Linked DNA regions of Mus musculus: all the other regions are linked to region 2. A link is a contact called in public ChIA-PET and promoter capture Hi-C data. All regions are on one chromosome and are shown on one strand. Each heading gives the region's core, a stretch centred on a gene start, on an enhancer-like site or on the middle of the called end of the contact. The rest is flanking DNA. Distances are from core to core; before and after follow the strand shown.

What was found. Promoter capture Hi-C pulls out the DNA fragments that hold promoters and counts their contacts. ChIA-PET counts read pairs in DNA pulled down with a chosen protein or histone mark.
Region 1: a contact with region 2 is called in a promoter capture Hi-C map of trophoblast stem cells, with 3 times the contacts expected there. The contact joins the enhancer-like site here to the promoter of 2810414N06Rik in region 2. A contact is called at or near these places in 3 of 39 promoter capture datasets (hippocampal neurons, stem cell-derived epiblast-like cells and trophoblast stem cells) and 3 of 115 datasets of contacts at active chromatin or transcription factors (the 230-238 cell line, astrocytes and large pre-B cells).
Region 3: a promoter capture Hi-C map of liver shows a contact between it and region 2, with 2.4 times the contacts expected there. The contact joins the enhancer-like site here to the promoter of 2810414N06Rik in region 2. A contact is called at or near these places in 6 of 39 promoter capture datasets (the C10 cell line, the HPC-7 cell line, embryonic stem cells and 2 more) and 1 of 115 datasets of contacts at active chromatin or transcription factors (pro-B cells).
Region 4: a contact with region 2 is called in an RNA polymerase II ChIA-PET map of memory CD8 T cells, with 22 read pairs. The contact joins the enhancer-like site here to the promoter of 2810414N06Rik in region 2. A contact is called at or near these places in 3 of 39 promoter capture datasets (embryonic stem cells, stem cell-derived epiblast-like cells and trophoblast stem cells) and 11 of 115 datasets of contacts at active chromatin or transcription factors (the SCID.adh cell line, bone marrow-derived macrophages, embryonic forebrain and 6 more).
Region 5: a promoter capture Hi-C map of the C10 cell line shows a contact between it and region 2, with 5 times the contacts expected there. The contact joins the promoter of Rgl1 here to the promoter of 2810414N06Rik in region 2. A contact is called at or near these places in 1 of 39 promoter capture datasets (the C10 cell line) and 1 of 115 datasets of contacts at active chromatin or transcription factors (pro-B cells).

Annotation. Positions count from the first base shown.
Region 1 is chr1:152,496,420-152,499,119 of GRCm38.p6, reverse strand. All of the region lies in intron 7 of Colgalt2 (collagen beta(1-O)galactosyltransferase 2), which reads right to left. Among named protein-coding and RNA genes, the nearest start is that of Gm51749, 42 kb to the left of the region's middle. Within about 2 kb of position 1,284, at least 72 of the 459 cell types and tissues checked have an H3K27ac peak or open chromatin away from gene starts, as enhancers often do. A contact at or near this core is called in trophoblast stem cells, where this site is marked.
Region 2 is chr1:151,753,708-151,756,407 of GRCm38.p6, reverse strand. It overlaps 2810414N06Rik (RIKEN cDNA 2810414N06 gene), which reads left to right and starts at 1,390. Exons shown (of 2, transcript NR_151475.1): 1 at 1,390-1,565. Edem3 (ER degradation enhancer, mannosidase alpha-like 3) reads right to left here and starts at 1,034. Exons shown (of 20, transcript NM_001039644.2): 1 at 681-1,034. The coding sequence starts at 841.
Region 3 is chr1:151,024,006-151,026,705 of GRCm38.p6, reverse strand. No RefSeq gene overlaps it. Among named protein-coding and RNA genes, the nearest start is that of Gm36297, 31 kb to the left of the region's middle. Within about 2 kb of position 1,420, at least 90 of the 459 cell types and tissues checked have an H3K27ac peak or open chromatin away from gene starts, as enhancers often do. A contact at or near this core is called in liver and pro-B cells, where this site is marked.
Region 4 is chr1:152,269,166-152,271,865 of GRCm38.p6, reverse strand. All of the region lies in intron 3 of Gm36920 (a long non-coding RNA gene), which reads left to right. Among named protein-coding and RNA genes, the nearest start is that of Gm36920, 19 kb to the left of the region's middle. Within about 2 kb of position 1,280, at least 26 of the 459 cell types and tissues checked have an H3K27ac peak or open chromatin away from gene starts, as enhancers often do. A contact at or near this core is called in the SCID.adh cell line and memory CD8 T cells, where this site is marked.
Region 5 is chr1:152,623,883-152,626,582 of GRCm38.p6, reverse strand. It overlaps Rgl1 (ral guanine nucleotide dissociation stimulator,-like 1), which reads left to right and starts at 1,366. Exons shown (of 18, transcript NM_016846.4): 1 at 1,366-1,599; 2 at 2,655-2,700. The coding sequence starts at 1,573.

The DNA.
Region 1 (2,700 bases), core at 35-2,534, 740 kb before region 2:
CAGATGGATGTGCATTCGGGCTTTCTGAGCGAGGGCCAAGTCTGCCTGTACCCTTTACCCTGGCCTGAAATGCCTAGATGATAGCAGTACTAACATATAGACATCATAAGGCAACTAAAGCCTCATGAAGACTGCTGTAGGGAAATTAGCGTTTTATGTATGTATGTATGTATGTATGTATTTATTTATTCATTTATTTATTTAGTGTGTATAGTGTAACTGCATTGCTGTGAGTGTCGAGAAGGTCAGAGGACAATTGACAATCTTCTAGCTTGACAGCAAGTGCTTTCAGCCACCAGACTGTCTTACCAGTGCATAAGTTAGCTTTTGAATAAAGGCCTCTGGCTGCAAGCACTGATGAGCTGATTTTGAATATTAAACTATTGGGAGATGTTAACAGCCATCAGGAATCTACATCCCAGTGAGGGAGAAACCTACAGGAACAGGGCAGAGGACACTCGTTGCCTCCTGACTGTCGAGGTGACTCTGGGGACAGTATTTATTTTCTCTGTGTAGTTAGCTCTGCTGTTTGGAAAAGGAGGGGTTTGAGCAAACCCACCCCTCAAGCCCTGTACCTATGAAAATCTGTGCATAGTGGCTTATAGTAAAGTTGGCTTCATGTTATGAGACCTGTGCAGAAATCTTATCATGCAATCAGGCTGAGGTCCAGACTATATTGCACTGAGCTTTGGCTCAATAGTTACTCTGAGTATAATTTTAAATATATGCTTTAGCAGCATCAGAAGTTATACTAAGCTTTCAACTCTCCCCTGTAAGAGAGTCTCATCTCTGTTCACATATAGAGTCCTGGGAGCAACAGAATGTTCTGTGCATCATCTCCGGAGATGCTGGGCAGGGCAGGCACTCAGTATGATTTGATACCCTCTTACTTAACTGGATAGTTATTAATAAAACAAAAAAAATCCACCATAATTTCTGTGTGACATATATTTGGGACTATGTAGCTTAAAGCATGTGCCGTCTTTTTTCATTTTCTCTGTCTTTAGAATCCTAACTGTCAAGGATTATGTTCCATTGCCTGGTTTTACAGACATAGGAAGGAAACGGCATATCCTTCTCGCATCCACAGAGCCATCTGAGGTCACCCAAGGAGACAAAGCAAAACAAAACAAAACAAACAGAGAAGCATCCAAAAAGTCCCCTGCAAACCAGAGGCCTCCAGTCGAGGAAGCTTTCAGTAAATAATAGTCCCGCCCTGGGCCCTGCCAGGACAAGGGCAATAAACCCAGTAGCCATGAAGGGAAAACACAGACGGCTTGCTCATACTTAGTAAACAGAGCAAAGAACCGAGTGCCTAATACAGCCAGACGCTAGCAACCAGGTCACAGGATTGGAGGGCGGAAAAGACCTCTGACACCTCTTTTCCACAGCCCATGTCTGCTGCAGACAGAGAGATGATTATCCTGGGCTGTGGAAAGCAAAGTCCTGGGCTGCCTCACTTTCTAGGGCACTAACACCACGGTCCTGCCCGAGGCGGAGCAAGCCGGTCCGGTCTGTCTTTGTTTCATTTACTGTGATCTGATCCTCACAGAATGTGATGCCAGGAGGAAAAAGGAAGACACTGAAAAACACATGGGCCCCCTTTCCTAGAAAATGAAGAGAGGCCACAGTCTCCGGGAAGGAGAACTGTGCTCGGCAAGAGGAAGCTGTGTGGCAGGCCCCGCCCCGCAGCAAGGACCCACCATTGGTGAGCCCACCCTTGTAGCACCGGTCAGTTTTGAAAACTATTTTCTATTTTTAGTAAATAGGAATAGACTCAATAGGGTCTATTTATACTTTGTGCTACATTTAAATTCATCTCTCCTTTTTCTGCCTTCTGTGAAAATGGCATAATCTCTACTTGGTATTTATGAACTACCCATTTCCTGCATTTGGAAGTCTAGCTTCAAGTCAGTTTTGTAGCAGAGATCCCCAACTCCTAGGTCCATTAGCTCCTTGGGATGAACATGATTTGGAGACACAGATGTTAATGTTCCAATGTGATAAGGCGTTTTCTTCCAAAAAGCATACTGAGCTCAAAGCACAATGCTTGGCTTAAATCCAGAAGCCCTGGAAGAATTCTGTCCCAGTGTGTGGACTCCTGGCAGGTCACAGCTCTAGACCACAAAACTCCTCAGCACTAGCAACCACATAAGGGGCCATGAAGGGCTCGTGGAACAGACTCACAGTTCTGGCCCTGGCAACCATCTGTTTTACACTCTACCAAGAAAACCACTTCTTTATATTATTCTCTTTCTTTCTTTCCTTCCTTCCACTCTTCTCTCCTCTTTCCTTAACTCTCTCCTTTCTTCCTTCCCTCCCTCCCTCTCTTCCTGTCTCCCTCCTCCTTCTGCCTCCTCCATTCCCTTCTGCCTTCCTCCATCCCTCTTTCCCTTCCTTCCTCTCTTTACTGTACACCTCCCTCTCCCTCTCCCTCCCTCTTCCTTCCCCTCTGGCCCTCCCCCTTCCCTCTCTCCCTCTCACCCTCTCCCTCTTCTCCCCTTTTCGTTGTGGTGCTAGGAATTGACCCCAGGGCTCCACTTATCCTAAGAAGATGCTCTACCACTGAGCTAAAAGCCCACCTCTGCTTTGTTATTTATATACTTACAACTGTACAGTAGATATGGCCCTAGGAAAACTACGCTAAAGTTCTTGCCTGCCAAAAGACAAAATTTTAGAACATGCTTTTCTCTTCATTAG
Region 2 (2,700 bases), core at 141-2,640:
GCCGTGCTACTGACAGGCACACATTTCCTCTCCTCTCACTTAACTTCACGGTTTTGCCAAAATCCAGAGATTCTCCACTTCGTTCTTAGTCACTTGTGCCACTTCGGATGTATTCGAATTACTGGATTAAATGCTATAAATAGTGTTTTGGAACACTTTTAAGCCTCATAAAACTACTCTAAGGGGGTACACTTAATCGAGGCCTCTGAATAGCATCAAATCGCCTGCTCTAGCTCACAAGTGCCATTTAGGAAAGAAAACACAGCAAGGGGGATAGTGAAGTCTGAAAAGTTCAAGTTCCGGTGAACGCCCCTTTTCCTTTAACAGGTGTAAGCACCGCAACATTTTCCCGCTGGGAGCTCACTTGGGTGAGACATCCAACCCTGCCTCCGCCACCCAGGCGGTAGCCCCTCCACCAGCCCCTGACATGGCAGAGGCGCTGACACAACACTACATATGTCACAGGCTGCCCAGGAGACACTCGACAGCCCCCGAGGTCACATCCCGGGGATCAGCTCCCATCGTCCTGGACCCCGTCCACCGCACCGAGGTCCTCCAGCCTCACCAGCTGTTACAGTCACCACAGAAAAAGTCCACAGTGCGCCGGGGGCGCAATGACAGGCACCTCCACTGCTGGCAGCCGCGCGAGGAAACCCACCCGGACAGCCACGCACCCTTACCCAAGCTTCTGCTTCTCTTCCCTACTCATGGGCGCGGCCCCTGCCGTGCACACGGACGTGGCCAACACCAGACAGAGCGCGGCCGTCGCTGCCACCAGGCTCCATGACGCTCGCTGGGGGACCCGGCACCCACAGCCCCGGCAGCCGCCGGCTTTGCTCATGGCCCCGCGGTTCCGCGCACGCGCAGCTGCTACACCGGCACGGTGGGCCACATTGCGGGCTGCCGGCGGCGAGGAGGCTGCGAGCCGTGTCGAGGGCGGACTGTGGAGTGAGGCTGGCGGCCGCCGGCGCCAAACTGTTTGCCGAAGTCACCGAGCCGGTCCCCCAGCGCCAGCGCTGCCACCACCCTCCGCCCTCCACGGCTCGGAGCACCGCCCCCAGCTTTCCGGTGTCGTAGTCTAGGAAACCGCCTCTCCAAGGCTACTTCCGGGTAGAGCCGAAGTGAGATAGCCTCGGGACCAATGGAGACAGCCTCGGAGAGGGGCTGGCCGCAGCTACAGGACCTAGCATTGGCCCAGAGAAGCGGGACGTGGACAAAAGGCGGGACTGGGCAGGGAGCTGTCCCTTCGATCCACCTCCGACCCCAGGAGTTGCCACCTAGGAACTACTAGTCCCAAGGTGCACCGCTTCCTCCAGCTTGACTACAGACCTACGCGCAGGCGCCTTGCTAGATTTCTGCCTAGTAGCGCCCTGCGTTCTGGGACTTGTAGTCCTATTCTGTAAAGGCCACGCAGGTTCCAGGCGTTCTGTGTTCCGCAAGACCTTTGGCCAACCCTACCTCGTCGGTGGGCTGCCCAGTCCTTGAGACTCGTGAGTGCTTTGCCATTCTCTTCCTGAAGATTTTTTTTTTTTCCTGAGAGCTGACAGAATGAGACTTGCCCCCAGGTCGGTACCGAATGCCTGGGTGAACAGTGAAAATATTCTTCTGCCCTCGAGAAAATGACAACAAAACAAAACAAAACAAAAACTAGGAAATGAACAACAGCTAAATGACTCGAACCTTTGACGACCATGTGAGAGTTTTACTTTCATTAGCGCATATACACAACTCTAATATGTATATATCGTCCTTCTACTTTTGCACACGTAGCTTGAACTTTTGCACAAAGGCTTGGAAGAAGTTAGCAAACACTAATCTAACTCCTGAATTACTCCTCTAATTCAGTACCCCAGCAACTAAGCAGGACACTCAAAATGAAGGAGGCCAAGCAAAGCTAAGAACGTGATTAATAATAGTTATCTTAAAAGCCCATGAAGGAAAGAAGTGTACAATGCAAAAGTGATTTTTTTTTTTTAATTTAGTGAAGACTAGATGTTGTAATGAGTTGCAATGGCTGATTGGCAGGCTAACTGTGGGTAAAATGACAGGTGGGTTTCTCTTGCAAAAGCACATGTCTTTCTTTTGTGCCACTTCAGCAGGTGGCGGCAGAGTTGAGGAGCTTGGATGTGACCTCTGTGGCCACAGTAAATTTCGTATTTGTCCGTTCAGCAATATCGAGCTATCTGAAACCTCTTGCTTTTAATGCCTCACCACTTAAGTCTTATCTCTCTGACCATCCGGGTTACAAAATAACCTTTCTTCCTTCTCTCCTCTTTCAAAAACGCAGGTGTTTCCTGAAGGTTCTGTTTCGACTCCTTTGCTTCTTTGTACTCTCCGGGTTTCGCTTTAGTGATTTCTGACACGGATTAAGTCACCTTGTTGCTCGGATTGATTTCTAGATTTATATCTGTCCTGATCATTGGCCTTACATTCAATTTCCTTTCTGTCTGGTCCAAGAGAAACTCAAGTGTAAAATTATTTAATGCTTCAGACCTGTTTACTCACCCTCTTCTTTCCTAGTGTCCAACCAGTGGGTAAATCACCCAGATCCTTATCGCTACTATCTTTCAGACCATTGCCTTTCTAGTCCACATTTTCCTAGTTCCAGCTCTCATTATCTCTTTGCTGAACAGTTGCAACGTCCTAGTCTCCTCTACACTGCCACAGAGTAAGCTTCGATTTGCAAACCCTCTGAATTCC
Region 3 (2,700 bases), core at 171-2,670, 730 kb after region 2:
TATGTGTAAATGTGTGTGCACTCATGCACATGTATATAGTTGTTAAAAATTCTAACGTTATTTATAGTTTACAATTTCCAAAGAAAACATATTAACTTTCTTTTATAAAATAAACTTTATTATAAAAAAAGACCTTGCAATTAAATAAAAAAAAAAGTGGCATACCAAAGTCAACCAGAACTAAAGTCTTTACAACTTAAGCAACATATGGTTAGAACTGGCATTCAAAATCCTGAGCATATATGTATATATGTAGGTACAGCATAAAATGAAGAAAAAGAACAAGAAAGGGTAAATATTAGGGAAGAGTGAGTACCGAATGCAGGGAATGCTCTCTCTCTCTCTCTCTCCCCTCCCCCCCCCCAATTTGGTGGTCGATATGGGCATAAAACACTTTTGCTACTGAGAGGGTAAAATTTAACATGAAGGTTTTCACGGCTTCCTCTTCAAATGCAGTCATAGGCTTACTGCTCCAGTAAGCACATGGGTGGCCACCAGTGGATCAGCTTCAGAGCCAGTCAGAAAGTGTCATATCACTCACGGCTCTCAAAGCCATGTCACTATTGTACCAGTAGTCAGATCTCGTCTGGCAGGTGGGTATTGTAGCCTTCAGGTCTCACAGCTGGGAAAGGCCATAGATGAATTTTCTCTAGCAGACAGTATAGAACCATCGGCTACCATGAATGCTAACTAATAGAGAGGAAGCGTCCAGATTGGTTCCCGTCTGACTTCTCTGTGCCCTGTGTATGCTGTTCTTGTGAAAGGCTCTTACCATCTAGCTTCTCAGGCAAGAAGAGTAAGGGCAGAGCCTGTTTTATTTGGGAAGCTTCTGGGAGCTCCCTGGTCAACAACTCCCTATATTCCAGCATTTATACTAAAAACTACTTAGAGCAGTGACTAGGTATCCCCTGAGAAAGCGCTAGAGATGCTATTTGACTCAATACTGGATAGATCAGGCACTGGAATGGAGAGGGATTGTACGGGCCTAGCGTTTCCCTCTTGTCCACATCTCCCTATGATTCTAAGATTCTAATGCACTCTTTGAGAACCGATAGCCACACTGTCAGGTTAGTGGCTGATCACTTGACATGGGATGACAGCCCAGAGCTTGCTCCAGGAGGGGGTGTCTCATCCTCTCCGCTTCCCCAGAGAGCTAGCACGAGTTTAGCAATATGAAAGCTTCCTGCCCGTTTTTAGTTTAAAACAGGGCACATAGGCTGCTTAAGTAAACAGGGAGCATTTGAACTAAATTTAATCGGGATGTTGTGGTGGATTGTTCTCTCCGGTTGACAGTCTTGCGTCTCTCCGCTTCGACTTTCCTCCATAACAGGAAGTGGAAGTTCTGAAGCACCGCAGAGGCTGCTCTTGGTATTTCCGGGCTCGCTGAGACCAGAGAAAGGCGGAAGAGACAAATCCTTCTTGTTAGATAACATTCCGGGTTGATTTCTAAACCAGAGTGCACAGGATCAAAGGTCTCCTAGGTACAGATCGGCATCCCAAACTTTGATGCTTATCTAAGCAAACCACTTTCAACTTTCCTCAACCGGTTTTAGTGGGCAGGTACCTGAGATAAGAGAAAGTCTGTTCTGAGGAATGAGGGCAGGGCTCCCACCTAGAGGCTGAAAGTCCCGACATTGCAGTCTGTGGTCACCTGGTTACCTTTTCTCTTTTTCATGACAGAGGTAATCAAAACCTCTAATAACTTGCAGACGAGGGCTTAGAAACTGCAGTGGGCATGGAGAAAACCCTTTCACTCAAGGGTTCTCCCAGTGCAGCAAAACAAACAAACAAAACAGCACCAATACCCTGCCCCCCAAAAGATCTTCTAGGATTTCTTTCAAGAATTTTACCAGAAGCTGAGGCTAAGTGACCGCCCCCGCCGGTTCTATGACATCTAAACCAAGGGAAAGCACACCGAGTTAGAACAGTCACAGCGTTCTATTTCTATTTCCTAGACTTTTGGATGGGAGCCTGGCTTTTAATGGCCGAGCCATCTTTCCAGCCCCGTGTTTCCTAGATTTTATGTTTTAGGTTATCTTTTTCCTTTCTCTTATTTGTTTCTATAGGGGAAAAATGTTTTCACGAGAAGAAATTTAGATTACTTTGAAAACAATGAAGCTTCTGAAATTTGTGAATTAGACATGAGGGTTTGTTGAGTAATGGGGAAACTGAGGAAGCCCACTCATCCGAAAAGGAAGCAAGAGTTTTCAGTTCTTACTGACACTTGCATGGTACGTCATCCATTGCCGCAGCCAAGCAAAGTAAACCTGATAGATTGGGTGTACTTTAGATTGAGTTTTCCCTCTGGGTCCGTTATGGAGCACTTAAAGAAAACTTAAAGCGTAACTGTATGGCTTTCCCCTTCCTTCCTTCCAGCTCCTCCTATATGCCACCCCCAACTCCCTCTCAAATTGATGGTGTCTTTTCCTATAATAATTATTGTTACACACGCACACACACCCGCACGCACATGCACACGCACGCACACAGACGCACAAGTAGAAATAAGGAACCCAGGGCTTTGCAACCTTAGACCACTGTGGAGGTTTGCAGAATGTATCTCAACACATAGCCAGTTTAATTTGGTCTGAGAAAACCAGACACGTGACATCTTACAGTTCACTCTTTAGGTTTTCTTTTTTTTTTTTTTTTTTTTTAATTTTTTTTTCCATTTTTTATTAGGTATTTCGCTCATTTACA
Region 4 (2,700 bases), core at 31-2,530, 520 kb before region 2:
TGGGAACATGGCCAAGCAATTCTGGGGAGCATACTTGGCACTGTTTTGGCCTTGTGTTTCTCGTGAAATAAAAAAAAAAAAAGATTAATTTATTGTGTAGGTCATCATATATTACCTAGAAGCCAAATTGCCGGTTAAAATCCTGCTTGCAGGCAGGTGTATGGTTCTAACACAGCTTTTCATCTGAACTGTAGAGTGCTCTCCCTTAATCATCAAATGGGATGCAAACTATCTTCTCAGCCATTTCAGCATTTCAAAAATTTCTCCCCAAGTGGCAGGTTTGTGATATTTTTCATTATAATGGAATCTTATTCACCCATTCCAAACACAGCTGTTTGGTTAGAGAGCAACAGGAAATAATCACAGATATAAATGAGAGTCTGCCAAGAAGCTGAGACAAGAGAATTCTGTGCTTCAGGCCAGCCTGGGCTACCTAATGAGATTTTTGTCTAAAACACACACACACACACACACACACACACACACACTAGCATTGGGTAGCTAGGCTAGGCTTGTTTAGGAAAGTGCTTCCCACATAAACATCAACTCTGTAGTTCAGATTCCCAGAACCCACCTAAAAAATGTAGACGTGGTAGCACAGGCTTCCAAACCCAGCACTGGTGTGGGAGAAACAGGTGGGTCACTCGGACTTGCTGCTGCTCGGTCAGAGTGCATGCTCCGTCTCTGTCTATGTCTCTCTCTGTCTCTGTCTCTCTCTCTTTCTGTCTCTGTCTGTCTGTCTCTCTCTCTCTCTCCCTCTCTCTGTCTCTCTCACACACACACAGGCATGCACTTTTGATCATATCTGTTCAAATAATTATTTCTTTTACAACTAAACATTTCGAGTATTCCAAGCTAAGGAAAAGGTGAAATACGGTTTCAATTTTATGCTGTTTAGAATATAAGATGCTATTTTTAAAAATCTGTAATACATAACTTGTCCCTTTGGACATCATCTAGTGCCCCCATGTTTTATGTAACTGTGTGCACTGGACTGGTTTTCTGTGAAGACACAGAGATATCCGCAGGCTTTCATCTTCGAAAAGCCTCAAAGACTTTGACAAGCAGAAAAAAAAAAAAAAGACACTCCTGGCCTGCTTCTCCTCTCCTAGAACACCCCCCCCCCCGCCCTCCATACCTGCTTCTGTTGCTCTCCAAATCCTAACCTGTGCAAAGTCTCTTCCACTGAACTTCTCTTGACAACTGTAGTCCACCTCAACCCTCTTCCACCCCTGGCTTCCTGTCACCCACTCTCTGCATCTCTTCTACCTGGTGGCCGTCAATTTCCGCTGTCTTACCTCATCCCTATGCACTAATCTCATCTCCTGCAAACAAGAGCAGCCTGAGCGTAAGTCTGTGCCTTGCATGGATAATTCCTCTTCAGCTCCGTGAGTTGACAGTCCACAGCACACATTACGGATAAAGTGAGTAATGGAAGAATCAGAGTTCATCTGTTTAGAAGACGATTATTCAGGCTGTTCTCTGACAATGCCAGCCCCTCCCCCCACCCATTATCTGCGACTTAGCAGTTATGTATATGCTGGCCATTTCCAAAACCTTGTGTAGACACCAGACTCTAGCAACCTTTGCTTCTTGTTTATGCTTGTTATTCTATTAGACCAAATGCAGAAAAAAAGTCCTTTTCAAAGCTCTGTACGTGACAAGGTGCGGAGGATGGACAAGGTGCTCTTTACCATGCCCAGCCCACAGCTCCACCGCCCTTTGCAGTGGTTTCTCTTGAAGCTCTTCCTCCCCTGAGTTTACATCCTTAAAGATCTGCTTTGAAGATGAGCATTTAGAAACCTGTGGTTAGCCTTGCTCCAAGGTTTTGCAAAGTCAACAGGAGGCATTTTGATTATAGCTATTTGTTCTTAGGGGACAGTGAGTTTGCAGAAAATTAGAGATGGAAAATTGCCTTGCCTTACAGATTGGGCCAAGCCTGCGCAGCAAGGCCGGCCGAGGTAGGCTGACTGCTAATGCACGGCCTGAACTGGCTGGCAGGCAATGATGCTTCCTGGCTCCTCCTCATTGCAGGACTGCAGTGGATAGCACAGCTCACAGCAAGAGCGTGTACCCCAGCAAAGCCACTGCACCAGCAGCTGGGGGAGAGAAGCTGAATTCAGTGGTTGCACTTGCATGGGAATGGACAGCTATTTAAGGAAGAGAGTTAGCCAGTGTCTGATTCCTACCAAGTCTGTGTCTTCTAGGAAGTTCTCCTAGATTACTCAGGTGTATATTTTTAGTGGGAACTCAATCTATAAAAATCCAAGTTCATCAAATTGATAAATTGTGGAGACGAACTTTTATAAAATTTTTATTTAATTAATATATATGTGTGAGTGCCAGCGTGTCTGTCTGTCTACCACACTCATGCAGTGTTGGCAGAGGCCAGATGAGAGGGTTGGATCCCCTGGAACTGGTGCTATCAATGGTTATGGGTTATCATGTGTGTGCTGGGAATCGAACCCAGGTCCTCTGGAAGATCAGTCAGTGCTCTTACCTGCTGAGCCATCTCTCCAGCCCTGAGGTGGGTTCTGTTTAACTACAAAAGGATCTTCTTACCAACTTCAGGGTACCCTTATAATAGCTAATCATCCTCCTAGTGACTATGATATCATATTTATGGATTTCTTTTTTCAGACCTACTGATCTTAGCTACAATGTACTGCCATGGTGACTAAAAGCCCAGGCTTCGACTCC
Region 5 (2,700 bases), core at 117-2,616, 870 kb before region 2:
GGGCCCTGAGGCAGATAAGAAGCCTGAGGTAGGGCCGCCACATGTTTTCCCTCTGGCTCCTGGGACACTCTGTTCTGAGTACTGAGCACAGCAGAAGGAATGTGTGTGTGTGTGTGTGTGTGTGTGTGTGTGTGTGTGTGTGTGTATGTGTGTTTAATATTTAAATTATAGAAACATCCACTTTGGTTGTAAAAGATCATTCTCTCTACAGTCTTGAACTCCTGAAGCATGGGTCTTTATGAGGAGCGTTTGACTGACTTGAAGACATCCTTCAGTGTGCAGAGATCCTTTGCTTGCTTGGTGTAGCCTCTGTCATTTCTGATGCCCTTCTGGAGACATCAGTGCACTGATTGCCTAACTTTTCAGCTCATGGTATATTCAGTACTAACCAAAGCTCAGCACAGCAATCTGGAGGAGGTCCTTTTCAGTTTGACATGTGTAAAACATGACATTTTTGTAATTGGTGTGGAGTTCTGACAGGTACAGTTTGGCTACCTGACTATGGGCTATCTCTTGCTGTTGATTTATTGAAACTAGATCTTTTAAAGTGTAATGTATTGTCCCCCACAGACTATTGTGTTAAGATAAAATTCTTTTCAGCATTGTCCTTTGAAAGGCTTTCCCTACAGTGATTATCCCTCTGTGTCCCCACAGTGCACACCCCCCATGGCTACTCACAGAGGCTCCAGAAACCCCTAGGACCACTTATGGCCTCTGTCACAAACTGTCAGATCCTGCAAAACTCTCTGCTCTCACCAGCAGTAGCCAGTAAGCCTTATCAGACTGGGTGGTGGAGTTGATGCATGCCTGTAATCTCAGCACTCAAGAGACAGAGGCAGGAGGATTGCCAGAAAAGTTCTAAGTGTTCAAGGCTAGCCAGGACCACCTTTTGTTTAAAAAAAAGAAAAAAAAAGCAAGAAAGCCACAAACAAGAGTGGGCAGTAGGAACAAGTCCAGGCAGTTGCAGGTGCGGGGCAGGGTAGAGCCGCTGGGCACGGTTTTTAGATACCCAGATAGCTTTTGACTTTATCCTAATGAAAATCTTCCCCCCAAATCGAGGGGACTCTGATTTAATTGCTGTAAATTCCAAATAGCAAGCAGATCACACAAGAATCCCTAATCCCTAACAGTTTCCTTCAGTAAAGCAGACGGAGGCTGCGCACATGTCCCATGGCACACATGGTTCTATTTTGTCACCTGGTGGCCACCAGGAAACCCCGATGAAGCGGTCTACTTGAAAGCATCGTTTCCCCACCACTCTGAGCTGGAGAAACGATTGCTTGCTCCCTTGATCCGCGGGGCTTCCGAAAGGGAGAGTGCGCTCACAAGCACAAACAGGAAAGCCTGACATCACGGAGCGGCGGGGAGGAGTCTGCTGCCGCGGGCTCCCGGGCTGCCTGCTCGCTGGCCGGCGCTCCTTTGTGGCCCGGTCGCGCGCGGCGGCGGCGGCGGCAGTCGGGCAGCAAGGCGCGTGGGAAGCGCGGGGACCCGGAGCCGGGCCAGAGAGACGCCCCGACCGCCTCGGAGCAGGGCGCACCATGCAGCGTCCGTGTGCCGGAAAGAAAACTGAGAATGAAATTACTTTGGCAAGCTAAAATGGTAACGCCAGCTCCCCGCCTTCCCCTGACGCTTCTCTGCTGGGGGACTCGTCCCATCTCCCGCTTTCTCGGGCCGGGTTGTTGGAGCACTGTCTAACTGATCAGAGCCACCCGGACCCCACTCTCTAAGAGGAGCTTTCTCATTCTGCTTTGTGTCCTTCCCCTCTCTGTGCCTCTTCTCCCTAGAAACGATGCCTGTGTTCTCAGGCATCGCCTGCGGGGTGTCTGGGACAGGCAGATGCGTGTCAGGAGAGCAGAACTTGGAAAGGACAGAACTCAGTCTGGGGGAGCGGCGCCGCGCTCTGCTTCCCAGCGGCAGCCCTTTAACACAGATCCGAGGTTTAGCTGGCGACATGGCTATCCAGGGGGTCGCTGTGTAAATTTCAGTGGAAGCTGCATGAAGATGTTTTGCTTTCTCGGCACTTGCCAGAGGGGCTTTTCTTTTCTTTTCTTTTCTTTTCTTTTCTTTTCTTTTCTTTTCCTTTTTTCTTTCTGGAAATAAAAACTTTCCATACCCCACATAACTTTTTTTTGGGTTTCAAAATAGTAAGAGGAGAAAAAGAGGTACAACTTCACTTCCCAAAGAGGGCTCTTGGTATTAAAACACTTGTTTGAGGGAGTTTAACATCGACATTGCTCAAATGTTTGTGTACTTTGAGAAGTATAAACTCTTGTTTTTGCAAATGAGTTATTTTTTCCTTTCACTTAAGTGGACAGAGTTGATCAGGACTAAACCACAGTTTCCTTAAGAAGGAAAAAAAAAAACTTGAAAAGATGATTTAAGATACGTGGCTAGGTTAGGAAAAGTAACTGACCAGAGAAGGGAGAAGTCGGAGGCTCCTGATACCGCAGGAAAAGGCTGCCAGCCAAGAAAATCTCAGCCTTGCCTATTGCAGGGTGTCCTGTGTTGCTCTGTTTGGAGGATTTACTCAAAGGCTTGGAGAGCCTTTGTAAGCAGGGAAGCAGCTGGGATAGATTGTGGTTAGCCAAGGGGGAAGAAAACAACAACACACACTACGACCCTCTTTTTCTTTCTTTTTATCCTGTCCCTGGCAGAGCTCGATTCAGGACTGGGGTGAAGAGGTAGAGGAAGGAGCTGTTT